Regions from separate parts of the Zea mays genome. Here region 1 is linked to region 2. The links are chromatin contacts, called in public Hi-C maps. All regions are on one chromosome and are shown on one strand. Each heading gives the region's core, a stretch centred on a gene start, on an enhancer-like site or on the middle of the called end of the contact. The rest is flanking DNA. Distances are from core to core; before and after follow the strand shown.

Region 1 (7,434 bases), core at 4,627-7,126, 140 kb before region 2:
TAGCAATATGTGTTGGGGGCCTTCGTCTTTCGAAGGTCCTAAAAAACACGGCTAACTATTTGTTTTTAGCATACTATTAAGCATTACAGGGGGCTTCGTTACCAGGAAAGCTTCGACATAACTCAGAGAAGTACGATGAAGCAAGCTTCGTCACGATGAAGCTGGAAGAAACGAAGGGAGATGATATTGTTCAAGTTATTGAATACAAATGACGATGTTGTCCCTATGACATTTGTAAACCTTATATGTAATTGTTAAGGATATAAATGCACACAAAGCTGTACGATTGCCTATAAATAGTTGAACAGTACCTCCGTACTGTTCATGCTGTATTGTAATCGCTCTCACGTCATTACCTTCAAGAAAATCGAAGGTATCAATGTAATACAAATTCTGATAACATCAATACATTTATTATGAAGTAAATATGTGACATTATATAGCCTTTGTAATTATGTTTATATATCTGTGGATAATGAGGACTTGTCCTTTATAACCTTCGCCTAAGAATCATTATACCCGGGAGGGAGTAATGCTTCGAGGGACGAAGTTCTTTAATGTATAACAAATGTGTTGCCTTGCTCTTGATTCACGGCAATTGAAAACAAGTGACCAATAATATGCTTATAACAAATTATTAGCCGTGTTTTTGAAGACCTTCGTAAGACAAAGGCCCCCAACAGTTTCTTAAACAAAATTTAAGCGATAGAACCCATTATTTTGAGGACCTTCGGTAAAGACTTCTCCCCAACAATGGATGTCTTGATAATTAAATTGTCTGAGTTCTTTAAGTGTAATTCACTAGTACAATTTGGCTTTATACAAGCGGTAGGCTTTTTACATCATAGGCGGTTCGGTTAGAAAACCGCCAGGGATGTCCTAGGCTATTCGGACCGCCTATGATGTATTAGTATCACAAGCGGTTTTTGATTCGGACCGCTTGTGGTGCTCTATTCTTTTCACAAACGGACCGTATTGAAAAAACTGCCTGTGATTGTGATTTGATTATTGTGATTTGATTACCATATTAATATTTTAATTTTTAACAGAAATATGCAAATACAATTTAAATGAATTAATATTTTAATTTTTAACAGAAATATGCAAATACAATTTAAATGAATTTTAATAGCACGCATAGATAACTAGTGAGATTTTAAATTAATTGGCAACCACAATGCATAGTCGATCATACATGCTAATAAATACAATTTGATTCATACAATTTTTCATGAACTACCATTTTTCCGCATGTATGGCTTTAAGTTCTTATCAATTTTCTTTTTCACATGCTTGATTCTCTTTGGACCATTAAAGACGAACATCTCTTCATACTTATTGTATTCCTCATCTCCGTCTCCCACATTCTCAACTCCAACAATTTTTTGCTTTCCATAAATAACTACATGCATCTTCTCATCTGCTGGATCGAGTACATAGAACAATTGTGCAATACATTCGGCGAGAACCCACGGGTCATCTTTATATCCTACTTTCTTTAAGTCTACCAGTTTGAGTCCATAGTTATCCACTGTCACCCCCACGGGATGTTGTACTCATTGGCACTTAAATAAGGGTATTTTCATGTTTGGTCCATAATCAAGTTCCCATATTTCCTCTATGAATCCAAAATATGTGGTCTTCTGTCCCTGTAGGTCAAAAGCATCGATACGAACACATCGATATGTGGTCTTCCAAAGAGTCTCCGAATGGGATGTTTTTGTCCATTAACCATTCGCTGAAACGATGTCAGTCCAAAGAGTTCCCATATTTCCTCATGATCCAGTCCTCTGTGCGGTTCTGAAACGAAGCTCATCCAGGTGTTCCTCTATGTAAGGCTCGGCTATCGTGAGATGTTGTAGTACACTACCATGAGCACAATGTACTAGCTTGTAATCCTCAACGCAAAAAGTTTTACTACCCATTCTCTCTCTCTCACATAGTTTACCCTCATGTTTAGGTACACTTCTTTTTTCACTAAATGGATTCATTCCGTTTGTACCCAAAGCAAATCTTACATTTCTGGTTTCTTTGGCAAACTCAGGATACATAAGATCGAAATTTTTCCATTGTGATGCATCAGCAGGGTGTCAAATCTGTTTGTTACTCTGCTTGCGATTTTCAGAATGCCAACGCATAAGCTCAGCCTCCCTGCTAGGATTTGAGAACAAACGTTTCAAGCGATTAATTACTGAAATTATTTTTATTACTGTTTTCATGACAAAACAGAGACTCTAAGTGATAGCTAATAATATTACAAAGATTTAGAAACTGGAATGGATTGATTTTGATTAAAAATAAAATTTCTATGAATTTTACAAGTTCTAGTACTTATTTATATATTAAAAATCCATTTTATAATTTAAATTCTCGGGTTAAATACCATTCTGGACTGGGCCTCAATTCCAAAGAAATCCAGGGGCCTCAGGGTAATAATCCTAAGACACAGGGAACACTGCTAGTTGGAATGCGGGTTTATTCTACGAAAACAAGGGGTTTCTTATGTAAATGTGTACACCGAAGGGGTACCGCGAATCTTGGGCCATCGGATCCCTCCTGGACGGTCCGGATTAGATCTCCGAAATCTTTGAACCGGTACGTCACACATCGCAGGCGGATTTTTAGAAAGACCGCTTGTGATATATAACATCACAGGCGCTTTTTAATTCCGACCGCGTGTGAAGTTAATCTATCACAGGTGGTCGGAATTAAAAAGCGCATGTGATGTTATATATCACAAGCGGTTTTTCTAAAAATCCGCCTGCGATATGTGTACAGTATAAAAGGCTTGCTGCTTCCGGCCGAAACCCTAGCTAACTCCCGCCCGAGCTGACACAGGTGTTGCGCCGCCATCCCCGAGCCCGAGGCCGAGCGCCGTCGTCCCCGAGCCCGAGGCCGAGCGCCACCGTCCCCGAGGCCGAGCGCCGTCGTCCCCGAGCCCAAGCGCCGCCGTCCCCGACCACCGTGGTAAGATCACTTTGGTAAGAGCACCCTCCCTCTCCATGCATGCCGTCGATTTGGTAAGAGCCCGAGGCCGAGCGCCGCCGTATGGTTGTCACATCCTCTTTAGCATGCTCACAAAGATGAAATTTAACCCCCTTACTTCCATCGATGAGAACCTTGGTGAGTTGAACTCCTGCAACCACTAGGTTCAGGACTACACCCTAGATTGGAGAAGCTTGTCCACTAATCTAACCTCATGAACTAGATTGGGACCTTGGACCACCACAATTTGGTCGAAGTTGTGGGTTTGATAGTCATAATCTCGTAGATAGTAAGTTTAGTCTATCTCTTAGACATTGAGGAGCTACTCCTACAAAGACAAGTTTTACCATATTTGTAGCTCGTTGGAAGTCTCCATTGTCCTAATTGTATTGGTCATGTTCTTCGTCTACATTTTTTGTCTTTATTATCTTATTTCAGAGTCAAGACAAAACCATGATTTCTGGGTTGCTTACATCCATGATAGAGTCATTATGATGTGGGTGGTAAGGGCACTGCTCTAGCAGTAGCTCATCAAAAGACTTGTTCTTATCTCCCTTCTTTGACTTGTTCATAGCCATGACAGTGTTATTTGGACCCCTCTTTTTGCCCTATAAGCCATCCTTGTTTTCCCTCTGATCCCTGCCTTTATTGCGATCTCAATTTTGATTGTGAGACTTGGTCATTTTCAGTTTCAGAGATGGAAAAAGAGCCACTTGACATGGTTGAGAGCTCAGTTCGAGTCATCGAGACACATGTCGACATCATTCGCAGTCTAGTGACTGATGGGGTTGTGGATACTAGTGAACCGGAATCAGTGTACACACTTAAGACCACTTTGTTTCAAATTGGAGATGTATGCGACATGCTTGAAAAGTGTGCTCTGTCCATCAAAAAGTATGCTGACTCCAAGAGAGCTAAAATTATTCAAGATGAAGCCCTGCAATATGCTGAAGATGATGAAGCTACAGATGATTTGGAGGAACTACCAAGCCCAGATCTCCTTACTCAAGCCGACATATTGGAAAAATATTTTGGAATTGAGTATGATAGCGACCAGTCAAGGGGTTGTTGATGTTTAGTCCTAAACAATACGATATGGAACTTGATATGTGTATGAATCTGTGTATGGAACTTGTTATGCAACATATATGTGTATGAATCTGTGTATGAATCTGTTATTAATTCTGTATATGAATCTGGAATCTGCCTATGAATCTGGAATCTGTATATTGAAATACAGTCAGACCTATATTTAAAACCGTCTGTGGTATGTGTCTAACACAAGCGGCTAGGATTAGAAACCGCCTGTGATGTGTGGCTAACACAAGCGGCTAGAATTAGAAACCGACTGTGATATGTGTCTATCACAGGCAGTTCCTTTAGACTGGACCGTCTGTGATGTGTGTCTATCATAAGCGGTTTTTAATTGACCGCCTATGATGTTGTTTTACATCACAGACGGTGCACCATAAGCGGTTCCTGGAACCGCCTGTGTAGAGGCTAACTGGACCGCCTGTATAGAGGTTTACTGTAGTAGTGATTGCTATATATATATATATATATATATATATATATATATATATATATATATATATATATATATATATATATATATATATATATATATATATATATATATATATATATATATATATATATATATATATATATATATATATATATATATATATATATATATATATAGTCAACATGAACCGTATAAGACACCTTTAGGGTCTTTTCTCTATGTTAATCTTACATTTTTCAACTGTTGATATTATTATTTTTCTCTTTTGTTAAAAAAAATCATATTCTGACTTTCTTTGTTGCATTAGCACAGACATATATACTACTAATCCTTAAAAGAATGATGTGGGAATAGAACCGTATGCACTTATTCGTTCCATTTACAGGCTTATCGAAAAGAAGATTATATTCTCCTAAGTATGGACAAGAGGAGGACAAGTCCCGTAGTTTCTCCACTGTTCTAACTTTAGTATAATCGACCACAATCGAGCAAAACATGGGGTCCAAAAAAAAATAGAGCATGGCCACACTAAGAGGACCATGCAATACTTTATGGCATGTAAGAGTTTTATTGTAGCTTAATTTATAATTATAAGGTAGTTAGGTTTCCTAAATTCTTTGGATCTGATGGACATCTAGAACATACTCTCTTTGCGGGAAGTAACGCCTAGATTGCCTATAATTTAGGAATATATAAAAAGGAATTGCCCACCTGACTAGCATATTCTTTGATCAAGGAAAATGGTATTTGTTGATATTATCTTTATCTTATGAAAAAAACACAAGTTGTCGAATGAAATCCTTATTTTTCTATGAAGCAAAAAGGGATGTTTTGAATAAAAGCTTCAGGATTTTAATAGTTATAGAAAATACAATAAAATCAACAGTTGAAAGTCAACATCAAGATTAATTGATGTTGTGAGATGTGGGATCTACAAATAGTCTCATACTTCCCCGTTGTTTATTTCAAAAATAAGCTAGCGGACGATAAATATTCGAGAAGAACTGTGTAGTAACATTTAGAGGCCGTTTGTTTTTTCCGGAACGAAGGCATGGAACAATTTCTAGTCGATTTGTTTCTCTAATTTATATAAGTTTTGATCACCTGGAATAATTTCTGGTCCAATCCTGGACAAACGAACAAGGCCTTAAGGATCCAATAAATGCATATAGAAGATGTTCCAATTGCCATGTAGGGTGAGAGAGAAAAAATATCGATATAGATAAAAAAAAAGAAATATTAGAGTAACTGCACTGATGATGACCGGATAGAAATTACGCATTTTCTACACTAGGTACCAACCCTAGTACTAGTATGTAATAAGTTATCTTGTCAAGGACATATTTAAATGATGGAGATACCGGAATCACGACCGAGTCCGAGAGCCAGCACTTTATATATACTTTTTGGACCAGCAAGCAGTACTGACGCATGGGCTACGGTTGATTGTTGTCTCGGTTGAGCGCCACTGAACAGAGATGTGGTAGTCCATGAGAGGAATCGATACCCAGCTGACCGGCAGAGGGAAACGGATCGACCAAGGTCGATCGAGCGATGCGGTCCATCGGTCAATATCACATCTAGCATGCCACCAAACCAGCAAGGTGTGTTTAGAAGAAAACTCTAGAGTTTTGCATGTGTGTATATGCACTACGTACGTGCTAGGACAAATTTATAAGTTTTGCTATTTTGGGCTCGTACATATAGAATGTGTTATATTAGGAGTAGTTTTGGCAAAGAATTATAGTGTAAAATATACTATCAACTTTTATTAATAAATCTTAGAACATATTTATACATGACAGGTCCCTAGAGAAGGAAAGAGGACAGACCCTTTCTGGTCTGACTATCGGACACAACTGTTTTGTCGCGTGTCTGAAGCACTCGATAAAACTTGGAAAACACTCGGCGAAGTCTTTGCCGAGTGTGACACTCGACAAAAAAAATCTCGATGAACTGTACATCGACAACGGCTTTTTGCCGAATACTTTTTTGTCGAGCACTCGACAAAGACTTTGCCGAGTGCCACGTGACTCTCAACAAAGAAAAGTCGCCATCACGGCGCCTGATGACGGCGACGGAGACTTTGCTGACTGCCACCGTGACACTCGGCAAAGGCTCACTCTTTGTCGAGTGTTGACGCTCGGCAAAGAAGCTCTCCATGGGGCCCTTTGCCAGATCCTTTGCCAAGAGTATTAGGTGGCACTCGACAAAGGATCACCAGCGCGTCACTTTGTCATTTCCTTTGTCGAGTGCAATAGAAGGCACTCGGCAAAGCTTGCTTCTTTGCCAAGTGTCAAGGTCACAACACTCGACAAAGAAACTTTACCGGTTCATAGGTGTGCCTTCTTTGCCGATTGGTTTAGCCACTGCACTCGGTAAAGGAACTCTTTGCCTTACACTCGGCAAAGTGACCAAAAACGCTTTTTATTTGTTTTTATTATTCCATCCAAACAAACAAAACATATATCACATATACATCACAAAGTTCACAGAATCATCACATACATAATAGAGACAACATATCTCACAAAAAACACAAATCTCACCAGTTTTTCACAAACATGTCTATGTTCATACCAAGTTTCACCAATTTAAGTTGACCAACTCTCAAACATAAGTTTTTCACAAACACAAGTTCAGACCAAGTTTGTCACACAAGTCTCACAATCACCACTAAGAGAAGATCATCAGCGAGGTGGGCGGCTGGACTGGTGCGGCGATGGGCTCGACAATCTATGAGGGTTGTTGGATACCGCATATTATCTTTGCACAGAGAAGAGATTGCATGTGTTATACCATATGAATATATATCATGCAACACTAAAATTTTGATACTCACAGGAGTATGGAACTGAGCAGGGTCAACTAGAGGGAACAACGGAGGTGGTGGAGCAAAACCCTGTGCAGCGTCAAGGCTC
Region 2 (6,826 bases), core at 84-2,583:
CCCCGACAACTGTGCTTCTATAGGGCTCCAGCGCTCCTCCGACGGCCACAACACCACGTACACAGGGCTCTAGCACCTCTCCGACAGCCACGTTGGCATGTACACAGGGCTCTGGCACCTCTCTGCCGGACACGTTAGCGCATAGCTACACCCCCATTGTACACCTGGACCCTCTCCTTGCATCTATAAAAGGAAGGTCCAGGGCCCTCATGCGGGAGGGTGGTCGCGCGGGAGGACGGGCTGACGAACAGGCTCGCTCTCTCTCCCTCGCGAACGCTTGTAACCCCTACTGCAAGCGCATCCCCCTGGCGCAGGATAACACGAGCCGCGTTCTTCCCCCTTGTGTTCCATCTCGCGCCAACCCATCTGGGCTGGGACACGTAGCGACAATTTTACTTGTCGGTCTAGGGACCCCGGGGTCGAAACGCCGACACTAGTTGTCTTTTTTTTTTACAGTTTTGGCATGCAAAGAAAGCATGGATAGTATATATCTAACAATAATTTAGATCTTGTTTTGGATGCACTATCTGCTAATATATAACTACCAAGCTAATAGCTTGTAACTTATATTAGCAAGCAAACTATTAGCTGTTTTGCTCCAACAAGTGAGATAGTTTGCTAATAAGTAGCTGGAATTAATATTAGTTAGACCATTTAGATCTAAAAATAGATAATTAGTAACAGCTAACTTTTAGATTTATTACTGACTCTATTGAATGCAAAGAGGACCTTAGAACGACTGACGGAGCTTAAAAATGGCTTTACCATCCCTTAGTTAATTCAGAGGAAGAGAGTTAGGAAAAAAACAACTCTTACTGCAGTGACATAGGTAGGGTATGTATGGATAGTAGACTCACGTGGAAACCGAAGCTAGAAACAAAGCTCCCAACTGATTCTAAACAAACGGACAACAACACTGGGGCCGGCGTGAGGAAACAGCGCAGTGCAGCGTTGCCGCCGTACACCAGATGATTTTCGCCTTTTTTTGATTTGGCAAAAAGAAATGAAATAAATGCAATTAAAGCACAACGGCATGCATATTTACAAACATACTATACGCATGCCCCCCATCCTTCTCCCTGGTTTGGTTTGGTTCTATGAAGTTGACATCCCCGACCCAGGGCTGCACCGCACCGCACCCCTTGCTGCGTTGCGTCCTTCTCAGCGGCCCTGTGTTCTGTGCTGGGCACCTCACGGCCCCAGGGAAGGGAAGGGACGGCACGGGACGGGCCCCTCCTCCTCCTCCTCCTCCTCCTCTCTCTCTCTCTCTGCCCTTCTCTCTCCTCCACACTTTTAAATACACCACCAGCCCACGGCTGCCCAGCTCTCTCTGACTCTCTCTCGCGTCGGGCACGCAGTCGCACAAGTAGTGAACTCAAACGGGATCTCCTGCTCTGCCTCCCTCGTCTTCCTCTGCCCGTGCGCGTTTCAGAGCACGTACGGAGAGGGCGAGCAGCAGCTTGCGGCCGGGCACCATCATGGTGAGCTACTACTACCGACTACACATCTTCCTTGGTCGTCTTGCCCGTCGTCGCTGGGCATTTGTCTGCTACCCTACTACCTCCACCACCGTCTCGTTGCTGATCGGTGGAGTACGTTCTCGGCCGGCCGTACCTGGTCGTGTTGGCGGTGATTCGTTGCAGGAGGACGTCGCGCCGGGTGCGGAGCCGTGGGAGGGGTACGTGGACTGGAGGAACCGGCCGGCGACCAGGTCCCGGCACGGCGGCATGGCCGCCGCCTCCTTCGTCCTCGGTAAGCGATCGATCACTGCCTGCCTGCCTGCCTCCATCCATCTGGGTTATTCTTCTTCTGGAAAACTAGAGCTCCGTTGTGTTGGTTGCGGCCGGTGCCCGGCAGGCAGCAGGAGACCTGCTGGATGGGATTGGGGCTGGGGCCGTGGAAAAGGCAGCGCAGCACGAGCGAAGGCCTGCACGACGGACGGATCGAATAGGGCACTGGTGGTGTGGGTGTCCAATCCATGCACGGAGGAGGAGCCTCCTCGTCCCTCGCCTCCTGGTGGCCTGCGCAGCGCAGCGCAGAGCAGAACTGAAAATTAAGCCAAAGGCGCGCGCCTTTGGCTTCCATTCCCTCTGCTTTTTTTTTTAGTTTCTTCTCCGCCCGTGCCCGTGCTCCTCCTTTCCCCCGATCACCTCGCAGCCTTTCCATCCTTCCTCTCCTGCTTTCGTACGTCCGACAGGTGGTGCTCGAGACCCTTTCGCGGTCGCTGGCTGGCTCCCCTCTCTCCCTCCTTTTGCTACCAGTGGCCTTCCATTTCCCCCCTCCTTTCGCTCCCTTTCACATACAGTTCCTGCTCGCTCCCCACCCCTTCGCCTGCAACTTGCCCGGAGAATTCGGCGCCTTTGGCCCCAATTGCGCCCCAGAAAAGCAAACCAACTTGCACGCACTGCATCCGCATGACCCGACCCGTGGGGGGTGCAGCTGGTGCTGGTGGATTCCTCTCCCGCTGCTCGCACGCACGCACCACCGCTCGAACAGAACAGAGCACAGTCGCGTCCTGGGAGCTGAGCTGGTAGCTGCCCTGTGCCCTCGTTCCGAGGATATGGGTTCCTGTCCGCCGATCTGGAAGGCGCCTCTCGCTGCAGACAAGTTCTTCTCAGCGGACGGTTGCATGTGCGACGGGGAAACGAGTGCTGTCGTCGTCACGGATCCTGATGAGAGCGAACTAGTCCGTTTTCTCTCTCCTCTGATCTGATGACGAGCGAGGGCGGTTGGTTGGACTTGTTGGATGGGTGGGGTTGAGGGAGGCCGTCGTGCTGCCCAAAGCCCGCATTAAAAAGCGCGGCACGAATCGCAAGGCACAAAGAGGTCGCGTCGCGGTGTAAACATGGCCGGCCGGCCGGTACGCATCGGGAACGGCACCACAGCCCGCGCACATCATGGGGAGACGTTTACGACCGATTAAAATTTGACGCGAAAAAAAAGCTATGTGCCTTTACAGAGAATATGATTAATTAGGGAGTGGTTTGAACTATTTCCTTTCCCCGCTGATATTTCAAACTGATCAACCGGTCGACGCACATGTACAGTGGTGGAGGTGCTGGAGAACCTGGCGTTCCTGGCGAACGCCAGCAACCTGGTGACCTACCTGATGGGGTTCATGCACTACTCGCCGTCGCAGTCGGCCACGGCGGTCACCAACTTCATGGGCACGGCCTTCCTGCTCGCGCTCCTCGGCGGCTTCCTCTCCGACGCCTTCTTCACCACCTACACCATCTACATCGCCAGCGCCTTCATCGAGCTCATGGTACGTACGCACCGCACTACTACGCGCCAAAAATACCCATCTCTTGTTGTATCACTCATGGTGTCATGCAAGTTCCTCCTATCCTGTATCACGTCATGGGAGTGGGATGGTCGTACGTACCAAAGTAGACAATAATGCGCGCGTACGCGTGCCCCGTTCCTCCTCCTATCCTATATATATCGACAAATTCAGGTGCTATGGTAAGGAATCTCCGAGCGGCCAAGCTGTGCGGCCACGTAAGCGCTTGACTTTTTCTTTCTCCAGCCCGGCCTAGAGAACGTTCCCTAGCAGTTCTTATGACGAATCATTTTCACCACTAATATATAATCTCATCCTCACCAACGTAAGAGGGTGGGATGGATGTTTTAGTTTGCGTGTTATCACCCTTTTCTAGCCTAGCTAGCTAGTTTGCTGCTCATCGAGGTAGTCATGCATCAGGTCAATTGCGATCCATATAGCTGACCACAGCAGCAATATGTATATGCTAGGTGCAAGCTCATCCACATATTTGGGTTAAGGGCTAATAATGGGACAATGATTAATGGTAGCAATTATGTTAGGGCATGTGCAATTCCATTTAATATAGCTGAACAACAGACAATCTCTTCGCGAATAGCCTGTCTTTACACGATTTTCTATATATATATATCCCTTGACTGCATTTATGATCCAAAGGCTTAGAGTTGCATCGTATATTCTCTTAGCTGTCTCTTGTACTTGAAAAACCGTTCTAGAGTCTATATGTTGTACATGCCCTTAGGTCCTATTACCTCCGTCCCAGAAAGAATGTCGTTTGACTTTTCTGAGATCAAGTTTGACTGGCTCAATTTATTTAAAAAATCTCATAATTATCATTTATTTTCATTCTGATTTAGTTTATCATATCATTTACTTTAACTATAAAATAAATTTTTCTTATTTTCAGAAATAATTTGAATAAGAAATATTGGTCAAATTTGGTCTAAAAAAAGTCAAACGATATTCTTTCTGGGACGGAGGTAGTATTTGATTTCTTTAGTCACCCTTCTAAATTTTAGTCTCTAAAATACTTATGTTTGGTTTTAAGAACTAAAACTGATTAGAGAGCATTATATATTACTTAGGACTAGTTTGGAAACACCATTTTTCTATAGGGTTTTTTATTTTCCCAAGGGAAATTAGTTCATTTTTCTTTGGGAAAATAGAAATCTCTTGGAAAAATAGAGTTTCTAAACTAGCTCTTATAAAGACAAAATAAGGTGGTCCAATTCTAGCCTGCGCTGCACTGCTGAGGGGCAGATACTGAAAAAGGTGGAAGTTTAGTCAACTTCAGACACCCCATTCGTGACTAAAGGACTAAATCTTAGGGGACTTCTTTTAGCTGTTTGGTAGTTTAGAGATTGAGATTGACTAAACTTTAGCCACTAGAGAGAGGAACCAAACACATGGCCTTATATATTCGCCCACCACGCTATATAGCTACATAAGATGATGGGTCGATTTGACAGCATACATACCCTGGGTCAAAGGGAAGCTAATCACATCTCCTTCACACATTGTGCTGTCACTGCATCTGCAGCCTACTGGTATGTGTTTAGGGCCGGCCACGCATGCGCTGAACCATCCGACCCGTCACCCGTATCGGCTGGGCCTGGTCTTGTTCTGTTGTTCACGCAGACCTCCCGTCGCTTTTAGAAAATAAATAACCCGGAGGCGCAGCAATATCCATGTGAAACCCGTTTGTTGCGCGCAAAGGCTAGCTTTGTTATTAGGTCCTTCCCTTTTCATCATTTTGTCGCGGCATCCATCAGGACCCGGACAAGCAAAACCGCGGGAACGTTCTGAGGCTTTTTGCCGTCGTCCGTTCCGTACCAGAACCTGATCACCACACACACGCATAGACTATGCTAGAATATTTGTGACTTTGAACAGTGCAGGGCATGACTGATGGTTGCCCCTCCAGTAGATTCCGTCCGTGTACGGGCCCAGCATATCTGCCACGTCGGAAAAAAAACCCGCTGTCCCTGTACCGCAGCACCCGGCCACCCGCCACATAAACCGTCAAATCACTTCAGGCCCTGCTACTGGGCACAACCTGCCAACTGCCACGGGCCCGCGTATATATATCTAGCTTCGTGGGGAACCGGGGATGCTTCGGGCCGGGGCCTTTGATGGGCCGATCAGCCTTTTGCGTACCAAAGTCACCACCGGGTCAAGGTTAGGCTCCTGTTTTTTTTTTTCTCAAGAAAAAGCAATTCCGAGCCATGCAAACGTCTCAACCTCGCCGAGTCGCCGCGCTGCCCTTGATTTCATTTCCCGGAGCCCCGGCCCCACATGGCTGGTCACGCCAAAGACTCAAAAGGGATGACGGGGCGCTAGGGTCGGTCTCCTCCCCTGCTTTGGCACTCGGCTCACGGGTGCAAAGCGACGCCTCGCACAGCCGGCCCCGGCGCAAGCAGGGCCGCCGCCGCCACTTGCTGCATTATTGCCACGCCCGTGTGCCCGCTTTTCTCGCCGTCGCCTGATATTTATCCAATCATTCGACATGATGGACAACCAAACACGTATCTCAGCAGTCAGTCCAAACAAGGGCGTAATCTCGCCAAATGACACGTTGCCAAGTCGCGCAGAAGATTCATTCATCGCGAGGTTAAACTAGGAAGACGATAATGTATCAAGTGTCCTTTTATTTTAGGGAAATAAAAAAGGGAAAAATAAACGGACCAGGACTCACCCCAATTCGTCATCTCATGTTGGCAACTAGTGTCTTGCGCGCGCGCAGCGCGCGTAGTGTTGTGTGTGTGTTTTGTAATTTTGTAATGTTCGGATTTAATCTATAATTTACATGGAATGCAAACAAAAGGTGCATTGTGTTTCTTATATGCATTTAGATGCATGTACAAGCTAGTATTATTTACATGTCACACATAACATTCATAGTTTTATAGCCTCCAGCATAGTTCTTGGTGCAAATAAGATAAACACATGAATTACTAAAGATGACGGATAAGGTTGCAGTTCGTATTTTTTCCTAAATTTTGGTTCTTGATTTGGATCTGGTACCTTCTGGTAGAGCAAGATGTTGTCGGCATCGAACATTCCTACAAAGCAAGTATGAAATAGTTAAGCATCCTGACACTCGTAAAATAGCAAAGCTAAAACAAATTAGTTACTCCTATAAACATTTAAATTATACAATCAGTACATGTTTGGCTCCAAACTAATAATGAGGATGTAGCAATATGCTAAACTTTAGCTATATGGATATAAATAGGTCTAGATAACAGATGGGAATAAACTTTAGATTGTTTCTAAATCCCCATTATCTTACTATCTACCCAAATAATGGGGACTAACAGGAACATTACTCTCCACTTATTAATTAATCCATTAGTTATGGATCTGAACACCACAACCTACTATCCACTCTGCTAGGCAGTAGTTAGCAAATATTAGCTAAATAGTGATAATATGTACTACATCCAATAGATCCTAAGAAAGGTCGGGACAACCAAATAGCAAATAGCCATGCATGGTAATCCACATGCAATCAGCAAATTGGAAAGAATAGCTCATCAACAT

What was found. A called contact is a pair of places that touch in the nucleus more often than the background predicts.
Region 1: a Hi-C map of leaf shows a contact between it and region 2, with 2.1 times the contacts expected there. The contact joins the enhancer-like site here to the promoter of LOC100284378 in region 2. A contact is called at or near these places in 4 of 25 Hi-C or Micro-C datasets (ear, leaf and tassel).

The regions. Positions count from the first base shown.
Region 1 is chr9:88,174,818-88,182,251 of Zm-B73-REFERENCE-NAM-5.0, reverse strand. No RefSeq gene overlaps it. Among protein-coding and RNA genes, the nearest start is that of LOC100284378, 140 kb to the right of the region's middle. Within about 2 kb of position 5,876, at least 3 of the 20 cell types and tissues checked have an H3K27ac peak or open chromatin away from gene starts, as enhancers often do. A contact at or near this core is called in leaf, where this site is marked.
Region 2 is chr9:88,028,162-88,034,987 of Zm-B73-REFERENCE-NAM-5.0, reverse strand. LOC100284378 (peptide transporter PTR2) reads left to right here and starts at 1,333. Exons shown (of 4, transcript NM_001157273.2): 1 at 1,333-1,481; 2 at 1,644-1,752; 3 at 3,048-3,265. The coding sequence starts at 1,479.